Linked DNA regions of Sus scrofa: region 1 is linked to region 2. Evidence: chromatin contacts called from public HiChIP or PLAC-seq data. All regions are on one chromosome and are shown on one strand. Each heading gives the region's core, a stretch centred on a gene start, on an enhancer-like site or on the middle of the called end of the contact. The rest is flanking DNA. Distances are from core to core; before and after follow the strand shown.

Region 1 (4,934 bases), core at 1,154-3,653, 790 kb after region 2:
ACCCAGACCCTCCCCGAGTCCCCAGTCCTCCGCCCACCCCGAGAGGCAAGCCCTCCCACGCCGGCTCACCCAGACCAGGAGGTGAGTCAGGGCAGGGCGGCAGAACAGGAGCCGTGGGGCCAGGCCGGCCGCTGGGAGCCTCGGGGAGCCCGGAGCTGGGGGCAGTGGCGTTGGGCCGAGAATAGTTGGTGCTGCTGCTGGCCGTCGGGTGGAGCGCCCGGGCGGGGCCGCGCGCACTGAAGCGGCTGAAGAAGGCCAAGTGCTGGGCGTAGACGTCAAAGTAGAGGATGACGGCCACGAGGAAGTGCAGCAGGCAGAGAAGGAGCACGGCCTTGCAGACGCGCTCCAGCGTCACCCCCAGCAGCCTGCTCATCACGCAGGCGGCCGCCGGCCCATCCAGTGGGCCCGGGCATCCGGCTGCCGGCCTGCGCAGGGGCAGGAGAGAAAGAGACCAGCAGTCAGGCCCGGGGGCGCAAAGCCACCCACCCCCGTCCTGCCCACTGCTCGTGCTTTTAGACGGGCACCTTCACACTTACCTGCTCACACCTTTGCACACTCACCAAGTTGCATCCGACCTGCAACCAGCCACACAGACACAGCCCTTGGCAACTCACGACTCAAGCATCTCCACACCACTGAGTGCTTACCCACACACATGCTTTCCTCCTCATCCTCATCCACACACACACACACACACACACACACACACACGCACACACAGCCTTACCGCCCTCACGCTCAGGCACATGCCCTTGTTGCACGACTTTACACCCTCCCACCAAGGATTCCCCGGAACTGGACATGTGACCTCTGCTCACCGCGGTTCCTACCTGAACACGGAAACACACTTACATACAGACTCACGTGTATTCTCTCCGCCCCAGAGAACGAAAGCCCCGCAGGGCGGCATCCTCAGCCCGGGATTCACGGACTGGGGGTGGGGGACCATTGACTGAGCACCTACCTCGAGCACTTTCACTCGACACAGAGTACGTTCGTTTAGTCCTCCCAGGACCACGGTGGGCAGGGGTTTGGTTGGGCAGGTCCGGGTGGCAAGCAGGCCGGGCCACCTGGAACCCAGCCGGGAGGGGCCCTCAGCATCTAGGTGGCCCGAATTTGCACAAGACCTTTTCGGATCCTTCCCCTCTGGAGCAAGAGGTCAAAATACAAGGTGGGGCACGGGGGTACCCCTTCCCTAAGACCTCAAGGATTGAGATGAACTTTCTGGGGCCTGCCTAGCACTTCTGGTTCTGATTCCCATAAGGGTGAACGCGTGGACCCTGGAGGCACTATGTTAAGCGGGGGTCTTGCCTGGGCCATGGCTCTAACTGTGGTTCCAACACAGCAGCAACACCTCTGGGGGCACTTCTGGCAGTGCTGCAGGGAGCGGGGTGCATCTCACGCACGGTTCCACAGCAGCACACAACCACAGACACCCTGGGTCCCAGCTAGAGTCACCGGCACTCAGACACACAGAGAACTACATAGAGAGCCACAGACACGCCCGGGTGACAATAACAGTAAGGCACAAACAAAGCCGCCGCTCCTGGCTTTTACAGTCATCCAGACAGGCTCCCAGGCAGCTCTCAACACCACGTGCAAACACTCCCACCCCTCCCTCGGGGGGGGTGGGGGGGGCCCGGGGTTCTGGGTCAGGCTGCCCGCTAGGCTTGGAGGTGCGTCTGGGCGGGGCTGGAAGGCTCAGTGGCCAGAACACGTGGCACCCTGGGACCGGGAGGCAGCAAAGACCCGGTGGGTGTGGAGCCTGGGGTGGGGGGCGTGGATGGGGGAGAGGATGTGTGTGTGGGGGGCGAGGCAAAGGGGCAACGTGAGTGGGGCACCTCCCCATGCCAGGAGGCTGGGGTGAGCGAGGACAACAAGGGAGGCTGGCTGGGGGTGGGCAGAGGAGCCCGGTGGTTGGGGGCGGGGTGGGGGGGGAGGAAGATCCGAGGGATGGGGGGTAGGGTGGGGTGAGGCCAGGCCAGGGTCTGGCCGCCAGCGCCTCCCGCTCGGTCCTGGGCGGGGACCTCGGGGTCGCGGTCCGGGCGCCCCTCGCGGGGCGGGGTCTGGAATCCCGGGGCCCGGGGCCCGGGGCTGGGGGCCGCGCGCGTCCCCTTCTCACCCGGCAATCGGGGCTCAGCAGGGGGCGCCGCTCCGGCTTGGGCTGGGTTCCGGGATCCGGCGGCTGCGGACGGCTCCGTCCCCCATGGCCCGGCCCCGCCGCCTCCCGCCGCCCGGTCAGCGGCCCCCGCGGCCCCGGGGCCGCCTCCCGCCGCCGCCGCCGCCGCGGGCCATGGAGCCGAGCCGCCCCGGGGGGCAGGGCGGGGCCGGGCGGCCGGGCAGACCAACGGACCGGCGGACCGATGGACCACAGCGCCGCCGCCTCCCTCCCGCGCTACGGCGCCTCGGAGGGGCAGGCCCGGCCGGCGCGCCCGCGCGCGCGTCCCCGCGTCCCCCGCCTCCAGCGCGCCCGCACCCGCGGCGCGCCCCCGACGCCTGCCCCTGCCCGCGGCGGAGCGAGGCGGAGCGAAGGCACCGCGGGGACCGGGGACCGGAGAGGGGCGGGAGGAACTGATCGGGCTCATCCAAGGGACTGGATTCGAGCTCCGAAGCGGAGAGGGTGCGGATGGGCCAAACCCATTCGGAGGAATGGGGCGGCGGGTCTGGCCCGGGTTGGAGCGCGAACTCGGCCAAAGAAGGGCAGCTGCAAGTTAGGCAGAGCCGCCTCGCGCAGGGAGGTCGGGGATCTGTCAACTCATGGTAAGGGCACGATGAAAGGTCCGCCCGCGGCGAGGGCGGCTAGTTGGACAAGACACTTCAGTGGTGTGGACCGAGTGTGCGGCAGGGGCTTCCAGGGTAACAGGAGGTCGGGGAAAAGGTTGGACAGGAGCCGGCGGGGCTGGACAGGGCCCTAGGAACAAGGGGTCAAACTCGTCACTGGCGGCTTGGATGTGGCTGGGCTGGGTGGAAGCAAATGACTGTGTTCCAAGCCCCACTGGGCAGAAGTATGGATGCCTGAGGGGCGCCAGCTAAGCAGATGTGGCCAACTGGGGCTGAGCTGACAAGAGCCCTGAGGGCAGGGGGCTCGGAAGACACCTACTTCCCCCGCCCATCACCTGAGCCCACATCCCCAGACTCCCTCCTTCCCTTCAAAAAGATGTTCAGAGGTAGAGTCCTCAGCCCAGCAGCCCTCCCTCCCCGCCCAGGAGCCTGCTCTGTCCTGAGCAGAGACAGTGAGTGTCTCTGAGTTGCTGAGTTAGCAAGAGGCTGGCCTGAAGTTGAGGCCTACAGGCCTGTTTACCCTTCCTCTGTGAGAGGTGGCGAAGGAGGACCACAGACCAGCAGTGACCCAGACAAATGCCACGTTTATTTCACAAACACTGGGAAGACGGGGTGGAGGTGGAGGTGGGACACAGGTACGAAGCTGCACATGGTCATGGGCGGCCCACTCCCCACACTGAGGATCCAGCCAGGCATTGCCTCCAAGTCGACAGGCAGCAAGAAGTGAGGGCAGGGAGGGCCCTGGACCCCAAGCCCCCTGAAAGCCTGGGGGGCACAGCTCCAGCTGTCTCAGGAGAACCACAAATAAATAAGAGTGAGGCACGGCCCCACCCACACAGGCCATCTAATCGCCCATCTTCACTCTGGAGGTCTGCAAAAGAGGAACGGGAAAATCAGGCAGGGACAGAAAAACAGATTAGACAATGACAAGTGACAGAGGGTCAGACAACGCAAACCCATGGCAGGAAAGGACAGGTACTGCAGACGGGTGACTGTCACAAACACAGAGAAACAGGGACACTCAAGCAACGACAGAGTTCGGCTGCAGGACAGACAGACGGAGAGACGGGCACATGGACAGTGCCTGTCACCAAACGTCAACCAGGCAGCGTCCAGAGTCACACTCAGACCCTTCGTCTGATCCTCAGCTGCATCCACACACCGCTGAACAAGTAAGACACACAACAGCTCAGACGCGCTGTCGCACCGACAGCAGAGCCACACACACCAAGACAGAGAGACCCAGACCCAGACCCGATCCCAACCTGGTCTAGACTGCAGGGAGACGGGGAAGACAACAAAACAGGAAAAGAGAGGCTAAGTCTTTCATTTACGGACACAACACAGCAGAGAAAAAAAGCTGTCGGCGACAGCAAGTTGGAGACAGAAACAAAAGGAAAGCTTCAGACAGGGGAAAAGCAGACGCTGGGACTGAGGGGGGAGCAGCTCTTCGAGTGCTGTGGTCACAGATGGAGGAGGGAGCACCGCGGCTCCTTCAGAAGAAGGGTGGGGTTGGGTTGGGGAGGAGGGCAGAGGCTCCCCAGGGGGACTCAGCACCTGAAGGATTGCGACGATGACCCCGAAGAGGCCAATGGCACTGCCAAAGATCTCCACGATGAGAATCTTTACGAAGAGGCTGGGGTTCTGCGCATCCGCCAGGGCAGCTCCACTGCCCACGATGCCCACACAGACGCCACAGAAGAGGTTGGACAGGCCCACTGTGAGGCCAGCCCCAAACATGGAGTATCCTGGAGGCATGAAAAGGGAGCGCTGAGGCCCAGTCAGACACACAAGGAGAGACGGGGGCAAGGGCCCCACATGGACTAATGGGGCCAGCCACCAGCCCAACTCCGCAAAGCAGGCCAGAGTAGGTGAGAGAAGATCAAAGTGAGGCGTCTAAGCTGGGGCGTGTAAGGGAGGAGGAAGCATCTGCGAAGCCCCAGCTTTACGTCTTCACCCACACCCACCTACCTGCGTGGTAGTTTCGATGGCCGATGGCCTTGGGGTCAGTAGCACTGAAAGGCTGAGGAAGGCGGAGAAGAAATCAGAAACCAACCCCGACTCCACTCCTCCTGCCCCACCACCATTTGGCAACACACAGAACACACTGGAACGGACGCTCCCCCCCAAGTGGTCCTCCGTACCTCAGCCAT
Region 2 (5,121 bases), core at 2,209-4,708:
TAGCACTGCCAGGAAGGCCTCAGCTGGCACGGTGCTTAGCACAACGGGGCTAGGCACCCCAGGGCCCATCTCCGAGCCCAGAAGTCGCTGGAAGAAGTTGCATCTACACGCCAACAAGCACCGGTGGGCAAATACCTCCTGCCGTTCTTGACCGACCACAAAGCGAACATCACTGCGGGGGGCGGGGAGAGAGAGAGAGAGAACCAGGAAGAAGAGGCCAGAGTCTCAGTGCAGCTCTAGGCTTTGCCTTCGCTCTATAGGCCTCCGTTTTCTTATCTGTCATGTAAGAGACTGTCCCTTCTCCCAAAGGTCTGGGTCACTCAGGCCTGAGTTCCAATTTTTTTTTTTTTTTTTTTTTTTGGTCTTTTTTTTTTTGCTATTTCTTGGGCCGCTCCCACGGCATATGGAGGTTCCCAGACTGGGGTCAAATCGGAGCTGTAGCCACTGGCCTACGCCAGAGCCACAGCAACGCTGGATCCTTAACCCACTGAGCAGGGGCAGGGACTGAACCCGCAACCTCATGGTTCCTAGTCGGATTCGTTAACCACTGCGCCACGACAGGAACTCCAGGCCTGAGTTCTAATCCCAACTCCACCTTATGGTGCCTAGGCAAGAAACCTTCTACCCATCGACTCAGGATTCTCATCCCTGAAATGGAAGGCTAATCCCAAACCCTAGGAGGTGGCTCTGCCTGATCACTGAGCAGGCACCAGGGCTGATGCAATACGATCTCAATACCCTTTTCCTCCCTTGCCTGTGTCTTGGGGGAAGGGAACCGCTTCTTGTCTTCTCCGCAGACTGCACGCTCAGCTTTTTCAGCCTCCTCCAGAAAGAGGGGGGGGGGTGCAGCGTGCACTGGCTGCAAACAGACACATCAGTGACGCACCATCTTTAGGCCAGACCACATTTTCCATCTTGATGATCACTTCCGGCCCCGGCCTCCGGGCCTCCAAACAGCATAGTGGGTAGGAGGCAGGAGATGAAGCTTGAGCTTCCTGGAGCCTCCTAGTCCCGGGTCCAAGGCCTGGAGCTTCCCACTGTGAGCAGATGGCGATGCCCCAAAGCAGAGGGTTATAGGACTCACCAGCCTGTGGGGGCGAGCCCAGCTCTGAGGCAGTGGGGACAGAAAGCCACATTCTAGCTCTCCTGACTGGCCCTGCCCCCCTACTCTAGCCCTGGTTTCAGATACCATTAGCATCCTGGGCAGGCAGTGAGCCCCAGGCAGCACCCTTGAACTACTTCCTGTCTGTGACTCTGGCTCAATTTCTTTTTTCTTTCTTTTTCACGCTGTACCTGCGGCAAATGGAAGTTCCCGGGCTAGAGGTTGAATAGGAGCTGTAGCTGCCCACCTACAGCACAGCCACAGAGATACCAGATCCGAGCCGTGTCTGCCACCTACACCGCCGCTCATGGCAACTGGATCCTTAACCCACTGAACCGGGCCAGGGATCGAACCCTCATCCTCATGGATACTAGTTGGATTCGTTTCCACTGAGCCACAGTAGAGACTCCCTGGCTCAGTTTCTGAAGTTTCATTCCCGATGTGAGTCCCCAGTTCCCAGAGCGGGGTCATCTGCTCCTCTGCCTCCCTCCCCAGGGAGGCATTCAAGTCACATTCCGGTTCTCAGGATCCAGGGGGCAGAGGGCTCTTCTCTGCCAGGAGCCCGAGGTCTGAAAAAGGAAAGCCTTTCCCTGAGGTCACCCAGCTGAGCCTGAACTCCACCCCCCACCGCCCCCACCTCCGGCTCGCAGGAAAATTGCAGACACTGAGTGACCAGGAGCCATCCTCTACTTCCCCAGGCTGAGGTCACCGGGGGAGGAGGCTCAAGCCCCAACTCCCCACTTCCTCTGAACCCAGAGCTTCCTCAGAATCACGGGGCCCAGCAGAGGCAGCTAGGGAAGACCCGCAGACAGGGCCCGCCCCCTCACCTGTACAGGGGGTTGTTGACGAGGCTTCGGAGTGCCGTGGAAAAGGGCGCCACCGCCCCGTGCACAACCAGTCCTGGGGGCTCCATGGGTGGGGGCGGGAGGGGGGTAGAGGAGTAAGCAGGGGGTGCAGCCCAGGAGGCTTGTTGTCTGTGGGTCTGTAGGGAGGCGGAAGGTGGAAGGAGCAGGAGGCCTGGCCAGGCCCTAGAGCTGCAGAGGAGCTAGAGAGGCCTGAGAGGGAGGGGCGGGAGCTTGGGAGCCCTGTTTGCTGAGAAGCTGAAGTTTAGGGATGGGGCGCGAGAGGCCCCGGTTCCCGAAGGCATCAGAGGCTCGGGGAGAAGGCCGGAGGCTCAGGCTGGGGATAGGGACTCAGGGAGGGGACCCAGAGAGGCAGGGGTGGAGCAGGCCGAACGGGGAAGAGAGGCTGGCTGTGGATGAGGCCCCAGCTGGGAGCCTGCCCAGGCAGCGCCAGGGTGGAAAGCCTGTGGGTTTCCACGGAAACGAGATCCCAGGCGGAGAGGAGGCCCCGCCCCTTCCCCCACAGGCCCCGAAAACTTCAGCCCTAGAGGGGCCCTAAGCAGAGCCAGGGTCTTAGTGCCCTGACTCCTGACTGTCCAGGGTTCAGGGTTCGAACCCTCTGTCCCTCCCCCCCGCCCCCTGTAGGCCCACAGGGTCAGGGGCAGGGTCAGGGTCAGGGTCAGGGTCAGGCTAGCCAGGCCTGGGGAACCCCCTCAACCGGGAAAGTCCTTGACCCCTCGGACCATTTTCAGGGCCCAGACCTGGTTTGTCTGGGAGGTGGCCGCCCTGTCCTTCCCAGAGTGGGGGCTCAGGTGAGGTGGTGTCAGCTCTGACAGAGGCATCGTGGTCTCTGGCATCCCTGAAATGCAACTGCAGTGAGGGTGGAGGGCCGTCTGGGCACTAGGGCACCCAGGAGGTGTGGGCAGCTGGGGACAAGCCCCAGGCCACTTAGGTCAGCAGGGTTTATGCAAAGTGGAGTCACCACTGTTGCATCAGGCCCGGGTCCTGATGGGTGCCTCCCCCTCCCCCTCAAGCCCTGAACTGAGGAAGTCATCCAAGCCCCACCCAGCTCTGCGCGGGGAACGGAAATGTTTGTCCCTGTTGCAGCCGATGTGGAAACGCTCGAGCCCATGACGTGCTCCTTCCTGTCGGCCCAGATCCCGATTCCTGGGCAGCCACCCCCGCAGCCCCAAAAGGTGTCCCATATCCCAGGCCTCTGCGACTTGCTCCCCAGTGGAGAGCCAGGCTTCGCGAGGGGAGAGAAGGTCAGCGGCTCAAAAGCCCTGGCGTGGGGGATGCCTTTCTGACCAGAGCCTCTCTCTACATCTGCCCCTTCAGTCTTATGTGTATGCCCTTGGGCGCTAAACCTCTGTCCCCTCTGCTGGTGACTCAGGCACCCCGCACTCAGCACGTGCTCAGAGCAGTAACGCTCCCAGGTTAGGTCAGAGCTTGGACTCGAGAGAAGGAACCAGGAAGAGAGGCGTGCTTGCCCAGCAACCCATGGCAACCCCACAACACAGGCAAGGGGCCCTTACCCTCCCACCTGCCAGTCAGGCGGCCAGGCAGGGGCCGGGGGGAGAGAATGTGAAAGCCAAAGACTGTGGTGACTCAAGGGGCTGAGGAGTTTCGGGAGAAGAGGGCAGCCGTCCCAGCACTGACTCTGGAGGTAGGGCCAGGAGCCAAGAGCAGAGGGTGGAAGGACCATCCTGGGTCACTTGGCCCCAGCCTCAGCCAGTTGTGGGGATCTTTGCGCCAGCTGCCTTAGAAGAGGTAGGGGTGGAGGATGGCGGGATCTGAGACACGCAGGGCTGGGCCTGTCTGTGGGGGTTGAAGGAGTCAGGTCTATGCCTCCTTCTGTTAGGGGGTGGAGGCTCCCTGTCCAGGCGGAGGCAGAGGGGGCCACTACGGCCCCACTTCTCCTGCTGGTAAAGCCCAGTACAAGAGAGAAAAGGCAGTGGACTCTGAGCTCAGTTAAGGAGCCTCCAACGCTCAGCGAGTGCGGAGCTCAGAGGACAGGGACAGCCCCAGATTAACAGTCTGCGCAGCGTCTCTCCCCTTATTTTGTCTCTAGCAGCCCTTAACCCTCCCAGTACTTCGAATCCACACAGCCCCAGACTCCTGGATTCACCTGTCCCCAAAAAACAGGTAAGAAGGAATTAGGGAGTAAAAACCTCTTACTAAGAGACTGGACGGTGTACAAGGAGGGCCAGGCAGGGCCTGCCCGTAACGGGGGTCTTTCAGTCCGCAGGTCCATGGCTGGCAGGCCTGTGCCCGCCGGCCGTCAGGAGGAGGAGCTTGCCAAAGACCCTGGGCAGAAACTGTCCCTGGCGCGGCCTCCGGGCCGCCTGCCCAGCATTGATGAGACCCGACCAGCTGGCCCAGGCCCGGCCTCCCGCCGCGGCTCCGTGCTAGGTCCAGCCTCGTCCTTTTCACGCCGCAACTCGCTGGCCGGAGCAGGTGCAGGGCCCGGGGGTCGGCGCCCGTCCCTGGGCCCCGTGCCGCCGCTGGGCTGGCGGGTCAGCTTCTCGGGCCTGCCCCTGGGGCCCGCCCGCCGGCCGGCGCCCTCGTACCGCACGGAGCCCGCCCCCGGGGAGCGCTGGGAGGCCGCGCGCGCCCAGAGGGCCCTGGAGCAGCGCTGGCAGCGGGCCTGCGGGACGCACGCTACGTGGGCGCCGAGGCCGGGCGGCTGGCGCGGGAGCTGTGCGACCTGGCGCGCGTGCACCTGCGCGAGCTCAGCCCCCCGCGCTACAAGCTGGTGTGCAGCGTGGTGCTCGGGCCGCGCGCCGGCCAGGGCGTGCACGTGGCCAGCCGCGCGCTCTGGGACACCGCGTGCGACGGGCTGGCCTCGGCCACCGTCACCAACGCTTCGCTCTTTGCCGTGGCCACGGTCCACGGGCTCTACTGCGAGTGAGGAGGCCTCGAGGTCTGCAAAAATGGTTTATTATCCTAGGAGGAGGCCCTCCCTGGGGCTCCCAGCCCAATAAATAAATGTCTGTCAATAAATAAAAGTGGTCCATAAATAATGCCCCCTGGCTGGGGGCTAAGGCTCAGGCTTTTCTTGGAGAAGGGGTAGGAGGCAGCCTCCAACCCTAGTAAAGCTGGTCCCTGATTCCCTGGGGGATTCGGCCCGGAGCCCCCAGTGAGGCACCAAGGGACAGGAAGCGCCACGACGGCCAG

What was found. HiChIP or PLAC-seq counts read pairs in DNA pulled down with a chosen protein or histone mark.
Region 1: an H3K27ac HiChIP or PLAC-seq map of alveolar macrophages shows a contact between it and region 2. The contact joins the promoter of B4GALT2 here to the promoter of TCTEX1D4 in region 2. A contact is called at or near these places in 1 of 47 Hi-C or Micro-C datasets (embryonic fibroblasts) and 1 of 2 datasets of contacts at active chromatin or transcription factors (alveolar macrophages).

The regions. Positions count from the first base shown.
Region 1 is chr6:167,313,600-167,318,533 of Sscrofa11.1, forward strand. It overlaps B4GALT2 (beta-1,4-galactosyltransferase 2), which reads right to left and starts at 2,404. Exons shown (of 7, transcript XM_021096829.1): 1 at 2,123-2,404; 2 at 70-425. The coding sequence starts at 373. It overlaps ATP6V0B (V-type proton ATPase 21 kDa proteolipid subunit), which reads right to left. Exons shown (of 8, transcript XM_021096834.1): 5 at 4,926-4,934; 6 at 4,753-4,804; 7 at 4,339-4,529; 8 at 3,346-3,652. The coding sequence ends at 3,626.
Region 2 is chr6:166,523,892-166,529,012 of Sscrofa11.1, forward strand. It overlaps TCTEX1D4 (Tctex1 domain containing 4), which reads left to right and starts at 3,459. Exons shown (of 4, transcript NM_001032356.1): 1 at 3,459-3,610; 2 at 4,016-4,089; 3 at 4,186-4,572; 4 at 4,575-4,964. The coding sequence starts at 4,197. The coding sequence ends at 4,855. It overlaps BTBD19 (BTB/POZ domain-containing protein 19), which reads right to left and starts at 2,834. Exons shown (of 8, transcript XM_021096773.1): 1 at 1,930-2,834; 2 at 887-1,671; 3 at 1-172. It overlaps PLK3 (serine/threonine-protein kinase PLK3), which reads right to left. Exons shown (of 15, transcript XM_003128058.4): 15 at 4,869-5,121.